2 separate regions of the Mus musculus genome follow, and region 2 is linked to region 1. The links are chromatin contacts, called in public promoter capture Hi-C maps. All regions are on one chromosome and are shown on one strand. The core of a region is the stretch at or near the end of the contact, and the rest is flanking DNA. Distances in the headings are between cores, read along the strand shown. Region 1 holds the start of 4932412D23Rik (RIKEN cDNA 4932412D23 gene). Region 2 overlaps Zbtb20 (zinc finger and BTB domain containing 20).

Evidence for each region. Promoter capture Hi-C pulls out the DNA fragments that hold promoters and counts their contacts.
Region 2: a promoter capture Hi-C map of liver shows a contact between it and region 1, with 10 times the contacts expected there. The contact joins the enhancer-like site here to the promoter of 4932412D23Rik in region 1. A contact is called at or near these places in 10 of 39 promoter capture datasets (the 3T3-L1 cell line, 3T3-L1-derived adipocytes, the HPC-7 cell line and 5 more), 5 of 484 Hi-C or Micro-C datasets (cerebral cortex, cortical glia, embryonic fibroblasts and 2 more), 3 of 115 datasets of contacts at active chromatin or transcription factors (embryonic stem cells, heart atrium and stem cell-derived neural progenitor cells) and 2 of 9 other capture datasets (liver and pancreatic islet).

The regions. Positions count from the first base shown.
Region 1 is chr16:42,872,804-42,877,123 of GRCm38.p6, reverse strand. It overlaps 4932412D23Rik (RIKEN cDNA 4932412D23 gene), which reads left to right and starts at 1,537. Exons shown (of 4, transcript NR_040521.1): 1 at 1,537-1,692. It also overlaps a transcript of Zbtb20 not described here.
Region 2 is chr16:43,168,045-43,172,875 of GRCm38.p6, reverse strand. All of the region lies in intron 2 of Zbtb20 (zinc finger and BTB domain containing 20), which reads right to left. Among named protein-coding and RNA genes, the nearest start is that of Gm25873, 44 kb to the right of the region's middle. Within about 2 kb of position 3,160, at least 16 of the 459 cell types and tissues checked have an H3K27ac peak or open chromatin away from gene starts, as enhancers often do. A contact at or near this core is called in cortical glia, forebrain and liver, where this site is marked.

The DNA of each region.
Region 1 (4,320 bases), core at 288-2,787:
TTTTTATAGCAGAAAATACCAAAGTGAGAAAAGTCCACTTTAGTAACATTCTGGTGTGTGTGTGTGTGTGTGTGTGTGTGTGTGTGTGTGTTTAAAAAATAGTAAATTTCACTGTCTAAAAAGGTAACATGTTCAACTTAAATCTGGGCCAATGATTCTGAGGACTATACCATCAGGTGCAGGCTTCCAAATGTTTTCCCATGCCATTCAGATTTCTGCTGGAGAACTGTCTTGCTTCTTCAGACCTGATTTGACCCGGTTCGGAGTAAGAGATCATCAGATTACCGAGCTAGGTAGCGTAGCTGTACGCCATATTGTGTTTTTCGCTAATGTTTATAGTCTGTGTGTGTGCCTAGCATATGCTTGTGCAAGTGTGTTTATCAATACAACTTTTACGAAATCCCTGCCTCCTGCCTCTTCTGCATCCTTAGGAAGGGGAGGGGCTGAAGGGGGACACTGAGAGCCCCCCACACAGGGAAAAGCATTAAAACAATTAGAGGACCACATTTGAATGAACTTCAAAACCATACTCCTGTATTTGGGGATGGGGTAGGTTTTGTTATTTTGTTTTGTTTTGTTTTATGTCTCAAGGTATGAGAGAGCGTTAACTTTTTTTTTTTTTTTTAATGTTTCGGAAGGGGCCCAAAGGCTAAAGAGAGGAGGACAGGGTTCAATCCTTGCCAAGCCCCCCTGTCTACGGGTGAGAGCAAGGCAGGCTGGGCTACGCGCCCAAGCCCGGGTTCTCCGAAGCCAGTTCTCTGCGCGGGAGGAAAGCGACTGGGAGGGCGGAGGGAGGGAGAGGAGAGGGGCGGGAGCCGGCGCCGCCAACAGCTCCGGAGCCCCGGCCGGTGCCCCTCAGCTCCTCTTCTGGGAAGCCGCGACTCCAGAAGCGGGGAGGAGAGACTAGACGCAGTGGCAACGACCGGACGCCCCGCCCGGGCCAGCGGCGGACCCTCCCCGCAGGGTCGCGCGAGGCCGCCGGGCGGGCGCGAGGAGGGGCGGCGGGAGGGCGCGCGGGGCGGGGCGGGGCAGAAGCCCCGGGCTGCGGCTCGGAACTCGCGCCACGGCCCCACCCCGCCCCCTCCTCGGCGGCCCGTCACCCCCGACTCCCCGCGACTCGTAGACGCCCGGCCGCGCTCCGCACGCACACACCCCTCCCTCCCGCCCGCCCCACAACAAATTAGAGTTTTTGGCGTTACCTCCTCGCGCTCTTTAATCTTCTTTCCTCAACTCCTAAACTTCCCCCCGCCCCTACTTCTTCGGCAGAAGGCCCACATTGGGCGCCCGAAGCCGCGAACCTCTACCTTGTCCTACTATTGGGCGGCTCGCATGCCACTCGCTGCTTCAGCTGACCAATAGCGTTTGGACAGCCCTCGTGAGGTTGCCGCCCATAAACAAAATGCACTCTTCCTCCTCCCCTCCGCGGCTCCTCCCCTAACTGCCCCTTCTCTCATCTCTGTCATCTTTGATTGGCCTAGGAGACACCCAATCCGCTATCTCAAGCATCAACTGGTGAGCGGAAACTTCACTCAGAGCAGTTTTAACAGTCTATTGGTCAATGTTCTCAACTCTTCCCGCCCACCAGCGCCCTGTGTAGAGAGGCCAGCTGTCTCTGGTTATTCAGTGATCCAAGAGCTGGGAAACTATTGGTCGACAGAGGCCGTCAGACCGGACTGTAGTGATCGGTGATTGGTCAGTATAGGCACGATCAAGTTTGGTTGTTTACTCCTCCACTTCCCCACCCTCCTTTTCATCCACGTCCCCGCCCCCTCCTGACTGCTTTTACTTTCTACGCATTTCTATTTCCTCCTTTATTTATTTATTTGTGATAAACTTAAATGACCCGAGGATAGAGGCGGGACTCCAAGAGGGGCTAGAGGATGACGGGCGGCGGCCCGGGGCCAATTGTCGCGGGGACTGCGGGGTGAGGGGCAGCGGCGGCGGCCAGTGAGAAGCAGGTGTCTGCCGCGCGCCGCCTATGGAGCCGGGATGCCCCAGCGGAGGCGGCGGTTACCCGCTGTCTGGCTCGCCCAGAGGGGGAGGGGAGGGAAGGGGTTCAGTGCAGGGAGGAGGGGTGTCGTGGTCACGGGCAGTGGATGTCCTAGCGAGCAGGATCCTGGCGGTGGGAGGGACCGCTGGGCGGGAGGCGACCTGAGGCCCAGGGAGACAGAGAGGCGGGAGCAGTTTTAGGACTCCCAGGGAATGTGTTTCTACAGAAAAATACCGTGTAAAACCGTCTGCAGAGAGCCGCCCTTAATATCAATGAGGATTTATTATCCTACCGGAAAAAGCAGATTATGTTTCTTATTACTAAACGCCTGAAGTACTGACGACCCAACTGAAGCCCACAAAATTCAATATCCTGGGAGCTAGAAGGAATAAAGCAACACGGAAAATTAAATGCAGTTCAGATGCTTCAATAAAACCTTCATCTTCATCCATTTGTCACTCAGCATAGTACTCCCCAGAGCCAAATTCTAACAAATACTGGTCAGGCAAGGGCGGGGTGGAGGAGGAAGGGGGTGAGGCCTGAGGCCAGCAGGAAGCCAAGGATAGATTCCTGAAAAGAATTCCTTAAAAGGACTAAGATGGAAAAAAGAATGGCTTTTCACTCTACAAAGAAAAAGAATTCCTGCCAAAATAAGAACTAATACTTTTTAAGGAGCTTAATTTGTCACGAAAGGGATTTGTCAGAAACACCAACCATACAAAGAAACTGTATTTGTAGTATTGGTTATTAATACAGAAAATAATCTTATAGATTATAGACTTGAAAAATAGATTCTGGTAGACTTGAAGTAAGTTTAAGCCTGGATTTCACGTAGGTTTCCTTGACACACACTAAATACTTTGAACACCAAATGTTTGCTTTGACTAAGTAGAAGTCTGGCAGACCATAAGCAAAACAAAATTAGCCCTGACTTAAAAAAAAAAAATAGCACAAGGCCTTGACTTCATTAGTACATTAGGGCCTTTCTGAAGATTATGGGTGTGGCTATCAGAATCTAGAAATTGCTTAAAATATAAGAGAACTGAAGGATGTTCAAAGTAAAAAGTGCTACCGAGTGTGGATTTAAATTTGTGTATAAACTCTAAGTAAAAGTTTTACAGGAAATAGTCTGTGCAGAACAATCAGCTTCACGTGAGAAAATTAAGTAAAATTTAACAAAAGTGGGCAACTACTTAACCCCATAACTTTAAGAAGAAATGACTACTTCAAATTCTTATCATTTCTCATAAATTTTTAAAGATACTTTGCAGTGTTTTGTAAATGTGAGGATTATGATGAGGAATCATAAGGGCAACTATGTAAAATATATAACAGTGACAAGGTGAGGCCTTGGGTGTTACTACCTGTATTTTTTACTGTCCAATTCTGCTGTTAAAAGGCGTTGAGCTCTAAGGAATATCTCAGTGTTCATGTTTACATTGCATGGCTACCCTGACTACTGTGGGTTTTTGTTTCTCCCAGACAGAGACACCCCAGACATGTATTAAGAATGCCCTAATTGTGGGGCATGAGATATTTGCTCCTTACCATTTAAGAGAACTGGAGAGTGCCTGTTGGTGAGCTGGTGCGGCAGTTCAGTGGGTGAAGGGGATGATGCCAGGCCTGGTGATCTGAGTTTGATTCCCCATAACCCACCTGGTAGAAGGGAAGGACCAACTGCCCCAAGTTTTCCTCTAACCTCTAAACTTGCATCATGTACCTACACAAACACAAAATTAAATGAATGAATAAACATTTTTAAATTGTGTCCAAAAAGGTTAAGAAATTAAAGAAAAAAAAAGTTGATCAAAAATAAAAGATTAGCAGTTGCCTAGAAAAGGTTTATAAAAATGTCTTTTAGTCATCGAATCACAATCTGTTTGCCTCTTTCCAGTAGTCTATTTCTTCATTCACTCAACAAGCATAAGTATATATTCTTCACACTAATTAAAAATTTTAAATGGAGACAAAAATACCAAAACTAAGACTGGATTTGGCTTTTTTTTTTTTTCCTCCAGAGTTCTCTGCTTCTTAAAGAAAAGAAACAAATTACTCTGCTGTGCATGTTTGCATCATTTACGACGTGGGAGTATATAAAACACCACCTTCCAAAGGAATTAGAAAAATCGGAATACACTGAAATTATCACTATGTTGAATGAAAAAATAAATCAGTTACTACTCTCATGGGACTTAGATTCTATGAGGGCACTACATAGCTGCAGCATAATATATGAGGTCATATATAACATAACTATATACCATGTAGCATAATTAACGGCACCACTAGGTGAAGTAGAGAAAGTCTGAGTGATGTGATATATAAAATCC
Region 2 (4,831 bases), core at 1,911-4,410, 290 kb before region 1:
TTAACCATGTCAGTGGATAAAATTTTCTAAGAACTATGCATAATTTAAAATTTTTAATATGAAAGGAAAGTACAAATCCCCTTAAATAAAGGATATAAACACATACAACAAAAAATTATGTCACCTATATAGCTGTTGTACTTATTATAGAATAATTATATAATTCATTATTTATATACTACTCATTTAAGAAGTCTGTTGCTTTTATTTTATTTTACACAATTTATGAGAAAGAAAATCCATGCATTTGAACTGTAATTACAATGAAATAATTTTCTCAATTTTGAGTCGTTTTCAAAACACCATACGTGATTAAAACACATAATGCACTAGTATTTTTGCCAATTTTTGTTTTTAAACTAAAGCTGTTTTTGAATTACACAAGCAAAGCACAAAATCAGAATTTCAAAACTAGCAAACATATTTAAGGGTAAATTTTAAAATAAACCCACTTGATTCTTTGTTGGATTAACTTGGAGAGCCTGGAGCCTTTTGTGAGATTCCACTGGAGCATGTAGGGTAGCTAGGAAACGATCCTCTGGCGGAGGAAGAGCCACATGCACTGTCTTCACTAAGTTTTGTTTAGAGTTTTCACACTCCTACAGAGTGGCTCTGGTGATATTTACAATACAAGTTTACTTCTGAAGGAATTTATGATGTCCCCAACTGCTAGCAACAATTACAGCTGGGTTTTACATTTGTGTTTATATGTTATTTTGCATATAGACTCCAACAACCAAAGAAGAGAACATTTGATAGAAAACACATCCTGGAATTGAAGGACAGATTCCATCTATCAATATAACTAGTTGATAGCTTTTTGAAGATAGGGTTTGACAGTAAGGGAAACAAACGTAACAGCTTAAATACGCTGTCTCAGCCACTCAAGCTATCTGTCATTCAAAAGTTTTTTTCTTTGTATCACTAATTCAATGTCATGTGAACACGGATTCTGACTTTTCAATGAATTTTAATGATAATTTATTTACATAAAGGAAAATACTTAATACTTTTAATTTGTTCTCATGTAGGTCTTTTTGAACTTTCTTAAAACATTTTAATTGTATGCTGAATTTACATTTTTCCCTAAAAGCTTAATCAAATTACAAAGATCACAGTGTCCCTAGGACTAATGAGTCCCAATTTATATTAGAGAAAGCAGACGCTCCAAGAGCTAAAGGTATTGGCAGAAGATCATACTGCAAGGCCAGCGCTGCATTCAGTGTAGTTACGTGAATCCTAATAAAACCATTAAAAAATTACCACTTTGTTTTTTATTAAATTATCATTTTACTTCATTCAAGTTTTTGGCAGGATAGAATTAAAGTGTAAATAGCAAAATAATTTTTCATTACTTGAATTAGACTTTGTAATTTATAACCAATAAGATTTGGCTTACATCATGTCTTTTTCTTGTGTATTTTAGGATCTTATATCTCTGATAGCAATGGAAGCTCTAGGAGGCTGGGCTATGCTAATATTCAATTTATTCCTTCTCTATCTTGCAATAATCCAGGATGCCAAAAGCTAGCCTGTTGGTTGCTGATCATCCCACCTAAATATTGATGCTTCTAAAATGTGTCCTTTGAGATTTTCTTCATTTTAGAATTACAGACAGAAAGTCACTTCTCTTTGATATACACTGCATGCAATGAGGAAGAAGGCAGTCTTACAAAATGCATATATAGGCAATGGTTTTTCACCTCTGCATGCTGCAGAAAATCCCACTGAGTTAAGTAGGGTTCTACCAAGGCCACTTAAACATATTAGCCTATTATGCTCCACATTTCTTTATTGTTCTCGAAAAGCTAATGAAATGTTCCACTGCAGTGTTTATGCTGGAGTACTTTTAAAGGCATTTTCGTAGTGATGTTTCTCTCAGAACTCCAGAAGGGGTTTCCACTTCCTAAAAATATTTAGTAGACCATGCAGAGTCCATGCCGCCTCATTACTGTGACTGTTTAGACTTGCAGCTAATGATGAAATAGACTTAACAGTAGTCACTTACGGTTTCAATGTGGTCTTTAACATCACTGTGAACTGACAAGAATTAGAAAGCCAGCCAGGCAGACATGCTGCACTGTGCTAGCATGTGACCAGGCTTAATGTAGTGTGTATAGTCTAGACATAGAAACACAATGTTGGTTAGTTTTTTGGGTCAGAGTACCTGTAAAACTGAATAGTTGTTTCTCCAGAGTCAACTATATTTAGGAAAATAACAATATACCTATTGCTGAAATTCAAGTTATAAAATCACACATTTCCAATACCTTTTTCTTGTATAGTGTCAGTTTGTTCATCTAAAAGTCAAAGAGGGTGGCCTCCTTGATAGCCATTATCAGTTCTAGCACTAGAAGTGATATTATATGTATAATATCACTCACTTTATATTCTTAAACAAACAAAACAAATCCCACTACATTGGAGGAATTGTTTAGCAGGCAAAGAAATGAAAATGAAGTTCACTAAATTAGCTATATTTTATTACAATTGAAATTAAGACATTGTGCCTTGATTTACCACATATAGTTATCTCATCTCCCAAACATTAGCAATGGTGAAAGGCATAGCTATTAAGACTATTATAACTAAGTCTTAATTATTAAAGCCAAGATGTAAACTGTGGTAATGAACTGAGAATTGACTGGAGCACAGACTCCTGCTAAACTACTATGGGATACATTTTGCCAAAATGCCAATTCTTGTACAGTAATTTTAAAGCACAAATACACAAAGAGAATGGTTATTTCCTAAAACTAAAGTAAAATAAGTATGCTAAACAGTTTGGTTATTTTCAAGAAATCAGATCATATACCTAAAAGTCTTTTTAAAAGAGTTATTGATCTGATTTCTGTTGGATAATTCCAAGAATACCTTGTTTTCTTCCCAAATTAGATAAGAACATTCAACACAGACACTGAATTTAATGAATGCCAACAGCTTTCCCCATTACTTTTAAAATTTGATTATATAATACTTCTGTGAACACTAACAGATAAAACTATCAGAACACATGAATCAGAAGCAGAGTCTCACAGGAACAGTTTCTAGTAATTCTAGAATATTAATCTGACTGAAGGGTCAGTCACAAGTAAACAGTGTGGCACAGTGTTTCTAGAATAAAGAGATCTCATTACATAACCATGGATTTATCTCCTGTCTGGAAGCAACCCAGAAAGTAACTTATTCCCTTATACAAGAGTGGAGACAGAGTAAGAGAGGGACTAGTAAGACACACACTTTCACTCTAAGCATGAAGAATTGTCCAAAATCAGTGAGAATGAGCGTATGTGATCACATTACAGCCTCTTTAATAATGGGGCTATTGTAGCATATGGACACTAAAATGAGCACAAGGAGTCTCTGTTGTGCCCAATACTGCCATTATCCACTTGAACCATCTTGCCAAGTTGCTTAACATTTAGGTACACCAGGGCTTTGCTTCTGTTTGTCTGAAGTGGAAAGATCTAGATCTCTAAGTTCCCTTCCAACGGTGGCACTTTATGTCAACTTGTTTATAAATTCAAGTAATAATTAACCTTGTATCAATTGTTATATAACAGTTACTAATCTAAGTGAATGACATATTCACAGCTCAAACTAACACAGTTAAGACAGTCTCTTTATATTCATCTTTCTAAAATACAAGAGTACATATATAATTATATTTACTCATTCTTTACATTTTAGAAGTATTTATTTTTCAATGCTCATCAATTATTTATAAAATTCAATTTAATCATTAAATAAATGTATATGGTATACTCTGGTCAAATCTAGAGTTTTGTTATCTACTCCTCACATGGTCGTCATCCCCCCAAATCACCTTAATAACCTTGGCCATATTCCTCATATTGGAAATACAAAAATGCTCCTGGCTGTATTATAGCAGATCTCAGAGTACAAATGATTTACAGACTTCTATTGCTTATGTTCCCTTAACTAGTTCTGAAAACCATTTTAACAGACAATAAAGTTAGTTGGCCATTGACTGGTCTTTTATGAGTGAAAACAAAGCCATGAGAACGATGGACCCCAGGTCCTAGCCCTTTCACTCGGAGACACTTTCCAAGCTTGCCGCCTTCGCTGGGATCTGCTGATCACTAAGGCCAGACAGTAGGAAGCCAGGGTGCACACACTGGAAAATTAAAGGTCATTAGAAAGGGATGGTGAAGGTCAAGAGGAAGTCCCTAGGCCTATCACAAAAGTCTCACTAGAGGGTGCTCTTGGGCTTTTATGAGTTCTCCAGTCTTCAAAAATAAAATCAAGTATTGCTTGGAGAACATAGTCTGCTTCAGCATAAATTGGACTCCATTATGGAATCCAGATCTTCTACTTCAATACAGATATAAAGATGTAAAAAAAACCCAAACCTTTCACTTGTAGTCATCTTGTTCTATGGGTTGTATACATAAGATTTCAGAAGATCTTTGGGGTCTCCAGGTCGACATTCCAGTAACACTGAACATATACTCAAAATCCCTTTTTACTTTCTTTTTCTTTTTTTTCATTTACTTATTTATTCATTTTACATACCGATGACATTTTTAACAGCTGTTTTTTTTAAAAATGATATTAGTAGTCTGTGTGTGCGGATGCTGTGTCCAACACCAACAAAAAAAGGTGGCTGGAGAGACAGCTGTGGGTGCTGGGAACCAAACCCTTATATTTTTGGTTGTGAGCCTAGCCTTTAAAGGCTGAGCCATCTCTCCAGCCCATCAATATTTCTTGACTCTTCTTTACATATAAAATAATTTTATGGTTTTTATATATCACAATAAATTTTAAAATCTACTGCTTGTGCTAGAATTTGTCTATAGATATGGTCTTG